Linked DNA regions of Drosophila melanogaster: region 2 is linked to region 1. The links are chromatin contacts, called in public Hi-C maps. All regions are on one chromosome and are shown on one strand. The core of a region is the stretch at or near the end of the contact, and the rest is flanking DNA. Distances in the headings are between cores, read along the strand shown. Region 1 holds the start of Ork1 (Open rectifier K[+] channel 1). Region 2 overlaps CG44422.

Region 1 (5,597 bases), core at 1,955-4,454:
CGGCGGCATCCAAGACGATAATTTTTGGAGAACCGGGGGCCTGCCTGGTGCCCACCCCATCAATTACAATTCGTTTGAATTTATTTAAATACACTCGGATTTGTGGCGGCCACTTTGGGAAGACAGTTGAAATACCGGGGCGGTTCCGTCGATACATCAAAGCTGGTTAGCATTTCGTGGCTGCAGCGTAATTAATTAATTATGCTTATCAACATTGGCTAATGCAGCTCGTATATGTATTTTACGTATGAATCAGTTGCCAATTTGAATAGGGTTTACGATTCCGATTCCCCGACTCAACCTTGAGTTATTTCTCTCTTTCGACTTTGGCCCACTGCGGGAATCTTTGTACTTCTGTAACGAAAACTAGCACTTTTCGCACTGAGGCAGCTTTATCTTTTCAATTAAAGGCTCCAGCGATCGAGCACAAATGGGATCTTTTAGCACCTCGTTGAGTTATATTTGCCCGATCTGATTTGAGGAGCAAACCCCATCGCATTGAGTGGATGGTGGAGCTGGTCAAAGACGATCGATGACGTGGGAAATACGAGAAATAGCCCAATATAGAAAATATACACGCATGCCTTCCGGGGAATGCGGGTAATGAAGAAGAACACTTGAAGAAATGCACAAATATGTATTATTGCCTAATTATTTCGAAGAATACCTTATGGGTATCATCGCGCTGCTTATCGTTTCCCATTAAATGATAACATTCTTTATATGAATTATATTTGTAATCATATAGATATCTTATTTTATATCACAAATAATAACGATTTTTTATTGGTTCATTAAACCTCTTGAGCTTATTGATTCATTCATTTACACACAAGACAAAATCCTAGAAGTCATGGTCCGCATTGTTCTACATTTTAATCTGAAAACCGTAGATCACAGCGATGATCGTGAGTTGTGATTTTTACGAGCGCCGGCTCACAGTGGGCCTTAAAACATAACCAGAAGAGAAATAATATTTGAAACAGATATTTTTTAACATTATATACACTCACATTGAGTTTTCCAAACAAAAATGTATTTAATGCGTGGGTATTTGAAATTTAAAAATTTTCAATTAGAATTTCTTGCAGTGCAGGGCTTTCGGGTTTTGGAGAAGATTCCCATTCTCATATCCAGTGCAAAGCACTTGTTATCAACACTATCATTGTCCCCGGCGATCCGGAGCCCCCCGGGCACCGGCTATCTCCATCTCTGCGCTCTCTTGAGCTTTCTCCGCTCTTTCGCAGTCGCCAAATCCGAATCGATCTGGGGGAGACTGCAAAAAAAATGTGGAGCGTGAGCAAAAAAAAAAGGGGGGCGAAAAAAACGAGGCGATAACTCAATTCTGATCGTCAAGTGTCAGGCGGTTTGAGTTGCACTTACATTGATGGCTCTCACATCTTGAGTTCCCTTCGATTCGGCTCCCTAGGTATTCCACATGCACAGTGGGCCACAAGATCCTTTCTGAACTTTCTGAATTTTTTTTTTTTTATATTTTTTATTATTAAACCTAATTGTCTATTAGCTATGAGTTCATAGAAGGATAATATAAGATCTTCGATCTCTTTCGTAAGCACCTTGAAATCAAAGAACACACCAAAAACCTATGCTTACCACTCAACTCAAGTGATCTTGAACATGGTATTACTGAACATATCTATGGGTACCTAGAAATCAAATTCCCTTTAACCATCAATGCCGATCGACGGGGGTTCTTCTTTATTGACAATGGCATTGACAGTGAATACTTTCCACGATGGCAGAATCAGGTGGTTTGAGCCCCAAGATCAAGGTGGGATGATGGTGGGTAGTAACGTGCTACCAGGTGATTGTTTTGGTGGCTCGCTGGTTCAGCGGGTGGGTGTGGATCGGTCTATTGGGGTGGCTCGTCTGCCGTTTGACGATTTAAGTTTGCGCTCGGCTAGTGCCCGTCGTAAAGCACTAAAATCCGTAGACAAATTATTTACGTTGGTTGCGATTGTGATTGTGGTTGCTTCGGTTGTTTCTTTTTTTTTTGACAACGCACGTTTAGGTGTGTGTTTTTTTTTTTTTTGGGCTTGACGGTTCGTCGGTGGGCGTGGCAGTGGCGATGGCGTTGGCGCCATGGGTAAGGTTTTTATGCGCCCAATTTTGGGTGGGGATGTGGCCCATGCTCCGTAGATTCTAAAAAAGGTCGCTGGTCAAGCTGATCAGCAAAAACAGAGCACACAGTGGGCCGTGAGAAGTGATCCTCACATCCGAAGCACACAATAGCAATAAGAAATAGTGTCTTTGATCAAGATGATTTAGTTAGTTTTCAATATATGAATATCCTTCCCACCTATCTATCTATCTATCTATCCTATCCTTAGGTTTAACCATTTAGATACAATAAACGTTTTCCTTAAAATCAAACCATTTGCAATAAAGATTACTGTAACAAGAAATACCCAATGAGTGCACATTTTCTTAACCGTAGATATCTTTTACTAAATTGGGTTGTATAAAATCGAGTTTTTGACGTTAATTAAATGGGCATGTCAGGGTCGAATTTTATGGCTTATAGGAAATGTTGTTGAAATGTTATCAATCGAAAAATATATTTTTATTGTTATATTCAATGATTCATAGGATGGAATAGGGAGCTCAGAAAGTTTTATAGAATTATATAACAATTAAGAATTTTATTAATATATTAAGTTTAACATAATCTAATTTTCATTAAGATCTTGAGATGTGTTGTTCAATCCTGGCGACGATTTGCTCCACTGTACTAAACCCATATTCCGTTGGTTACTACACAGTATCTCTTTTTTGCGACGATCGATTTTGGTTGGTTTGAGGGGGGGGGGGGGTGGTGTTGGGTGGAGGTGGAGGGAGAGGTTGGGGGCAGGCAGTTAGTGGGCTGAGCACTGCTGGCAAATTTCGTAGTTGCCGTTTGTCGATCGGCATTTCAACTTGATTTAGTTTAGTTCAGTTCCGTTTAGTTAGTTCAGGGCTGGGGGTGGGGCTCCCCCACCCGCACACTCGAAAAAAAAGCCACTCACACACCTCTTTGAGTGATTCCCAACAGTCTTGTTCTTGTTTTATGAGCGAAGAGCTCAATGTGAGTGAGCACTGGATTAGAGATCACACGTACAGTGCACACAACCCCATACATACACATCTATAAGTGAACTAACTCACCGATCGGCAGTTAAAGGAGCTGGTTGAATTGTATTAATGCCGCTTGTTCGCTTGCCGTGCGCTTTTGAGCTCTTCGCTCTGATTTCTTTTTATAATTTAAGTACCGGACTCCGAGGAGAGCTCGTTTTGAAGTAACCAATTGGTAGTAATGTAACGGTGAAGCTCCTTCCGGAAAAACGGGAAACGGGCGGAGAGAGAAGGCGACTTTAAGTTTAAAGCTCGGCTGGAAATTGTCGAAAACGAAACGGAAAAGCGAAAAAGAAACCGAAATAGCGGTTAGCGGGCAGCGACGTCGACGCCTACGCCTACGCCGGCAGAGACTGGAAACCGACGTGAGCTTGGAGCAGAGCGTTCCATTTAAATCAGAACGGTTACGGGAATCGAGAAGCGACGGAGCGATCGTCACCGTTAACAAAAAGTGTCAACCTTCCATTTTTCACATCAAATTCAGCGAGCACCGGTAACGGTAACGGTCCTGCGACGCGATCGCCGCGAGTGTATATTTTTTTTTTAGCTCAGTCTTCAGTGTTTCGCGATTCTCTTTAAAAGAAAAAAAAAATAATAAGTCAAAACTACAAACCACACAGCGAAAGGCGAAAGCCAACGGTTCCTGCGAGTGTTTATTTTTTTTTTCAACAATTTTTGATCGTGGGTATCCTGAAAGTGAAGCATAAAAGTTAAGAGGATCGGAATGGAACGGAAAGAATAATTGCAAATAAATGAAAAAGAAGGAATACCAGAAGGAATTCAATTTAATATCAGTGCACTTGTAAACAACACACATTATCGCCAAGCCACCCAACCTACAAATCTCTTCCATCCGTGTGACTGTCATTAATTTTTGGTGTGGTTCCCGTGGTCACCTTGCACGGCGTTATCTGAGTGGGCCACGAAGAGAGGAGCAAGAGCGCGATCCATTGCACGCCCGGAATCGAAACGATTACATATAGTGCACAGGTTAGAGTTCTTCTGGGCCCAATCTAAACGATCGGATTCGCATGTGCGCCCCACTTCAGACGCGCTGTCTACACTCGCGGAAAAAGTCCATGTGCATCTCTTAAAAAATTAAGTTCGATTCTACATTTACAAAAATAGTCTTTTTCTTACATATCAGAAATCTTAGCCAAACTCAATGATACTATCACACAAGAACCTTTAATGACATTAATCTTAAACATTCTGTTTAACTCGGATAGGTTTTGTTTTTTTTAGAGTGTTTTGTCAAAATCCGGTAAATCAATCAGTGCCGCACCTCCGAAACGGTATCTGTAGTATGAATGCATTTAATTAACGAAATTGTTTCACAGTGCAAAAGTGTTTGCTTAACTGTTGTTACCATATGCAAAAACGTTTTACGTACGCCCGCTACGAATGTACCGTTAGCAGTAGTCAGCGCAAATAACGGCAACCAGTTATGTATCTGTTATCGATCAGTCCGATTGGCAGAGGGCTCAAGAATGTTAGGCCAACATCATCCATCATGGGGCATTTGGTTATAAGCAAATATGGCCCAAACTATAGATCCGTTCGGTTCGTCAATCAGTTCAGTTAGTTGGTAACTCTGTTAACTCGGTTGCTGGATAAAGGCCAATCGGCAATACATGTATAGGAATGATATTAAATACTAAATCCATGTTAGTGAAATATTTCCAAAATTAATCGTAATGTTTAAAATTAATAACAATTTTCAAAGTTAAAAAAATACATATATGTATATCACAAAAACTATATCACTTGCAGACAAACACAAAACGATAGAAAGTCATTATTATAGTTTCAAGATTTGCAAGCTAAAAATTAAGAATTCTATCCAATCTTTTATGCAGTTATGGACACATAACTGTCGCCTTTAATTGCCGTGTATAGCTCGAAGCTCTGACGTAGTCTTATCAAAGGAAGGAAAACCAGAAGCACCAACTAAGACGATGACGAGACTGACGGAGGAAACGAGACATTGATAGATCGCAATTCAATTAATCATCTTGCCGCGCCGGCTTGTAAAACAATGTCATCATTAGCACCCAATAGGCTCATCAGGCCCGCCTGGTATTTCCACCCAGATTTTTCAGACTCCGGACACAATGCTTGCGATTCTGTGCCTTATTCGACACCCCTCTCATCCCGCCCTAGATTTTTACTCATCTTTCTCCGGGAAGAATTGAAAATTGGAAAAGAAAAAAAAAAAAAAGAAAAATAACGAAAGAAAAGCACAGCACGGCTTTTGACGCTTGACGACTTTTGCGATTATTTACTAAACGTGTTCATTTTGCAGTTGCTGCTATTTATTATTGATTATACGACTATTTAGCGTCGGTATATGTAAATATTTTGTTATTTATTAATTTTGTTTCACATAATATACGACCGTAGTCCGTACGACTTCCCCGCCAATTCTGCACGTAACACGGGCTTCTCAGTTCTCAATTCTCCGT
Region 2 (5,597 bases), core at 1,351-3,850, 330 kb before region 1:
AATACTGGTCATTAAGCATGCATTCACATCTCAATATGGTCAAGAAATTTGAACGGAATTTCTGTCTAATTGAAGGATTATTTCTCCGTTCTGTGCGACTATCGTTGCCATTTGGCCAAAACGATGGGGACAAAACAAAGAGAGGCTCAAAGTCACTCGATTGCCTTGTTAGCCATTCATTCCATGGTCCAATTCACTCCCATTAAGCAGTGCAAAGCATTGGCCAGCATGGAAAAACTATCATAAATCCGCTTAATCACTCGGCCAGAGTGCAAACTTCACTTCGAATTTTCAATTTTCAGCTTGTTTTGCCAGCTTGCCACTTGGCAATTTGTCCACGTCGAATAGTGAAAGTTTCTTGCCTCGTTTCCGGTGAATTTCGTACAATTCTTTTTTTCTTTTTTTGTTTTTGTGTGTGCCATTCTATTTCGGTTTGATAAATTAGTCGGACGCTGCAATTGCCCAAATGGCCAGAGAACAAGACACAAATGATGCTCCTGTCCGAATTCGTATTCCTGCTCCTGTTTTTTTCAACTTATTTCTTGCTTTTCTTTTCTTTTTTTTTTTTTTGTCTTCATTTCGCCCCCAAACTTTGCCCATTCGGTATGCAAAAGCAAGATTCAGTTCACCGTCAGCTGTGGCCTTCCCAAAAATGCCTCAACACCTCCTGAGGCACAGAAAAAGGGGGTGGGGGGTCGTAAAAACTTTTCCCCATTCTCCTTGCAAGTTCTTATCTAGGTACATTTGTCATACAAAGCATAGAAATAAATGTCCACTTCAGCAGCGGCAGTAACAGCAGCCGGAAATAAGAAGAAGAAGTACAGTCGAGGCTCAGCTAATAAAGCTATCGATTCAATGCCAAATAACCTATTTAGTTTAGCAATTACATGAAAATAAAGTTAGAAATATTAGTAGGATAGTACAGAAAAAGATAATAGTTCGAAATAATAGTTAATTCTTTAGTGTATAAATTCATGGAATATTGTGTGCGCGCCTGGAACTAGAATGCTGAACGCAGGTGTACTTCACTGCGGTTTACGAGCAATTTCTTAAAACATATTTTCAATTTCTTTTATACCTGTAATTCCACCTCACACCAACACCACCACCACCACCACCACCACCACCGGCCGTATTTATGCCAACTTATTTCTCTTCCTGTCACAGGACTTTGTTCAAGGACTTTCGATACTGTCTCGCGGCTCCGTGGAGGAGAAGCTGCGCTGGACCTTCTCGCTGTACGACATCAATGGCGACGGCTTCATTACGAGGGAGGAAATGACTGACATTGTAACTGCCATATACGAGCTGATGGGCCGCCTGCCGGACGAGTGTCCCGAGGAGGAGAAGATCAAGGGCAAGGTGGAGCAGATCTTCCAGGTGGGTTCGTTGCCGCCACCGCTGAAACTCAAAATCTTCGAATTTCAAATACACGGTCGATTCGCGGCCATTATTTATGCTAATTACGCGCGTACAATTTGAATTTGACTCGCGAACATGAAACTTATTTACTTTGCATTATGCAAATTCAAATTGTCTATTTCAATTTGCCGGCCAGCAAACTCAGGCTGGCCAAAATGGATGGGCAGCGTAGAATGGCTTCATCTGCAGGACATCGTCCTGTTTGGCTTGCCAGTCACGCGTTGTCATTAGCGGTCGTTGGCATTCCGAATAAATTGAGCGCATCAAATGCGACCGGCAAAAGCTCTTAAACAGCGGCATGCGAGAGTGAAATTGATGATAGATGGCCAGGATCATTCATGGCGCATTCCGAAAGTTGTCCTCTGTCCGACGCTCTAAATCAAAATTCCATAGTACGCGTTTGGGGGCCGGAAGCGGAAGCAGTTTGTCAAAGCAGTGCCATTGGCAAGCAGTCAGCACTCAGCGGTCTGTTGCTTTCTTTAATATGCAGCAGAAATATGGATTGAAATTAGAAGTAAAGAACTATTGTCCATTAAAATAAAAATACCCATTAGCATGTATATAATGTATTTGCTAATGTGTTTCTACTTGTCTTCTTGCCTACAGAAAATGGATACCAATCGCGATGGCGTGGTCACGCTGGAGGAGTTTCTGGAGGCCTGTCGCAATGACGACGCCATCTCCCGGTCGATGTCCGTGTTTGACACAGCGTTCTGACCATATCCGACGGACAAGGGCGATGAGTACACGGTGCCCCGGCGGCGGCGACATCAGCTGTCGGCACAGCAGCAGCATCTGCAGCATCAGAAGCATCAGCAGCAGGAGCCAGAGAAACGTAAGTCCAACCACAAGACGAAGAACAAGCAACAGCAAAAACAGCAGCAACCACATAGCACTAGACATCAAAACTGTTGTCACATAATCGACATGGATGGCGATAGCACCACAAGCACCACCACCGCCTCGGCGGCCACTGGAACAACACTCAATTGCAATGTCCTATATGATTACGGAGCGGCGGAGGAGGATGACGACGACCAGGACGAGGATGATGAGGACTCCGATGAGGAGTACAGATCCTTTGTCTGCCGCCACTGCCAAAGGTCACAGTCAGTGGTGCAGCAGCCCAGATCCAATCGTCGATCGCAATCGCAGTCCAAGTCGCGCAAGCGCAGCAAGAGCAGGAAGCGCCATCAGAGCAAACAGGGTCACCATCAGGGCCAGCAGGGCCATCAGGGTCACCATGGTCAGCAGCTGACCCGGTGGCCGGAAATCAATGTGGCCAACGAGCAGGCCATTCGCTTCCGGTGTCCGCAGGTGGGGCCGCAGGTGGGTCGCGACCTCCACACCCCCCAGCCCATGCACTTCCATCATCCCCAGTCGCAGAGCCAGAAGGCCAAGAGCAAGTCCCGGCCGCGGAAGCACCGGGCATGCCCACCTGCTTCGCTATCGAAAGCTGGAGCAGCAGCAGCTGCAGCAGCACCTGGTCCACCTGCACCACCTGCGCCACCAGCAGATCCGTCACAGCTACCGCCCTCCGAACAGCACCCCCTTGCACCCCTCAACGTGATTGTGGGCGGGGCCGAGGTCGAGGTCGATCCGCAGCAGCCACAGCCGCCCACCACCCCCGACTCGCCGTCGCTGGTCACCGTGAGCACCTGGTACACGGTGGCCAAGCAGGGTGTCTCCTGCTAATCGCGGTGAGCAGTGAGTATCCTTGCCAGCACCAACCAACCAACCAACAAGCCACTTTGCACCCCAGTCAAAATCCACTTGAAAGGATGGCACTGATATCTCTAGATGCTTAAAATCATTTTTAAATTGATAACTAACGTCTGAGCGAATGCAAGAGTGAATAGACTATCGGTATTTATCCATAGAATTCAATTTTGGACCCATGAGGCGATTTTAAATTATTTTAAGCCCCTAGAGATCTGTGTGGCATTCCCCAGTAAAACGCTTTTCCGTTTCGGTGTTTAAATATATGTATACAATATGTATATTTTGTGCTTAAATAAATTATATATGTGTGTTTCAGGGTGGATCTCTGAACAATCTAAATCGGCAATAACTAAAGTTACAACACAAGTTGATTGTTATTAAAAATAATATATTGATTGTCTTTAGTAATTAAATTCAAATTTGTCTTTAGTTCTTAAAAGGATACAACATAAATTTAAGTTTTTTAACTGTTTGTTTACCTACTTACAAAAAAAAAAAAAAAAAGAAATTGTACAAAAAAGCTACAAAATTGTAAATACAAAACTATAGATATTTTTTTTTAATATAATTGGATGTTAAAGCTGAGATCCGCCCGATTGTGCATTATGTTTCCGATTTATCCTATAATTTGTACTGTAATTAGCCAAATGAAGTTTATAAGAAATTTAAAACGTTCTCTGTGTGTATCGATTGATGTTGCAAACTGTCAAATGTGTTATAGTCTTAAAATACGTATACAAATCTATAGAATATGTAAGTAAAAGTGAACCAAAATCGAAAATATATGAAAAGCATTCAAATGTTTACTTTATGTTCCCTTGAGTTCTATCATTTTTTGACCAGAAAAGTCTTCTTAGAAATGTTGATAGATGTCCTAGAGTTACATAAATTGACGTTAGCTGTGATGGAAAAACAAAGTATATTAAACCACAAAAAAAAAACTTTAATATTAATTGTAAAAAAAAATGGATGATTCCATCAAAACTTGTGGGAAAAAATTGCTCAAACGAAAATGCTTGCTATATGCGAAGCTTAGAGTGTGTGGGTGTGTTTTGAATGTGTGTGTGTGTGTGTGTATGTGTGCATTGGGAGAGCTAGAGAGAAAACTTTTTTGACAGAACAATTTTCAACATTTGAATGCCTCACTTGAAGGTTTTTTCTTTTTTTTTTTCGACTAAAAGCGAAAATTGAAACGCTGTCGTTCCGTTAATTAAATTCTGTAAAATACACAGAAATCATATTAAATAAAATCTATATGCAGATTAATGAACAGACCAATTTCAGGCCATCACTTGGCTTTAACAAAAAACGTTGTTGTCATTCAAATGCAAATTGAATATTGAATTGGTCTTTGGCGAAAAATGAGTCAAATAACCAAATTGTTTTAATTGAAAGCAGCTTTCTACTTTATTGGATAAATGTAAAAGGCTGCCAGTTGAATTCCATTCGATTTGCATTATTTCACATAGAAATTCGTGTTCTTCAAACTGTTGTGAAGTTTGCTGAGCGTTAACTTTTTTGCTAACTGTTATTGCTTGTCATGCTTTTGTTGTTGTTTTCATTATGCCAAATTGGACACACCAAGGAGACACACGCACACTTGCACACCAACACACACCAGCACACCGACACCGCACACATATGCAAGGCAAAATCAACAAGGATGCAAACGCATGGGAATTGAAATTCGTGTATGGCAATTAAAATATCTGCTTTCTTTCTCTCCCTTTTTCTCTCTCTCTCTCTCTCTTTTCTCTTTCTCTCTCTCTCTCTCTCTTTCTCTCTCATTCTGGCCCGCACACACATAACTCACACACTCGCTGTAATGAACACACACACATGTGCAGAAATTTGCATAGAAACTAAATGAAATGCGTAGCAAGAAAGACAACGCGAATCTGCCAAAATAAAAATCTAGGTACCGCACGTCCATTAATATGCAATTATGGATGTGTTTGTGCAACTGTAAAAATAATGAAAGTGTGCGGAAACATTGGAGAGGCCAACGAAAACACGATTTTATCGGCATACTTGTCTGGGTCGCATTTAAAGGGCTGCAAGCAGTGCAGCGCAGTTCTCAACTGTAAGTACATTGTCGCACCGGAAGTGCGACACTGCTTGCCTCCAGAAAACACAGATAGATGAAAATTGACACTGTGTGAGTGTGAGTGCACGCAACTTACATGAAACCCATTGAAAATTGAAAACGTACGAAACGAAAGCTTTACACAATGAAACTAAAACTAAACCTAAAAAACTTACTCTTAACGATTTAATGAAACATATATAGAGAGAAATTTAAACTACACAGAAACTATATTTATACGAAAAGAAAATAGCAAGAAGAAAAATACTAATTACATTAAATTGGAACCAGTTTGACTTTCTATTTGAAATATATGTAAACATACATGACACACACACACACACACACACATATGCACAAGCAAAAG

The links. Hi-C and Micro-C count contacts between places; a contact is called where the count stands out from the background.
Region 2: a contact with region 1 is called in a Hi-C map of the Kc167 cell line, with 2.2 times the contacts expected there. The contact joins the enhancer-like site here to the promoter of Ork1 in region 1. A contact is called at or near these places in 2 of 107 Hi-C or Micro-C datasets (the Kc167 cell line and wing imaginal disc).

The regions. Positions count from the first base shown.
Region 1 is chrX:10,888,857-10,894,453 of dm6, reverse strand. It overlaps Ork1 (Open rectifier K[+] channel 1), which reads left to right and starts at 3,204. Exons shown (of 7, transcript NM_167259.3): 1 at 3,204-3,813. It overlaps lncRNA:CR45616 (long non-coding RNA:CR45616), which reads right to left and starts at 3,022. Exons shown (of 1, transcript NR_123862.1): 1 at 2,481-3,022. lncRNA:CR45617 (long non-coding RNA:CR45617) reads right to left here and starts at 2,193. Exons shown (of 1, transcript NR_123863.1): 1 at 1,706-2,193. lncRNA:CR44524 (long non-coding RNA:CR44524) reads right to left here and starts at 1,265. Exons shown (of 2, transcript NR_123864.1): 1 at 1,014-1,265; 2 at 778-947.
Region 2 is chrX:11,221,649-11,227,245 of dm6, reverse strand. It overlaps CG44422, which reads left to right. Exons shown (of 8, transcript NM_167277.2): 6 at 1,168-1,380; 7 at 2,029-2,118; 8 at 2,167-4,613. The coding sequence ends at 3,117. Among named protein-coding and RNA genes, the nearest start is that of CG11106, 22 kb to the right of the region's middle. Within about 2 kb of position 2,600, at least 3 of the 39 cell types and tissues checked have an H3K27ac peak or open chromatin away from gene starts, as enhancers often do. A contact at or near this core is called in the Kc167 cell line, where this site is marked.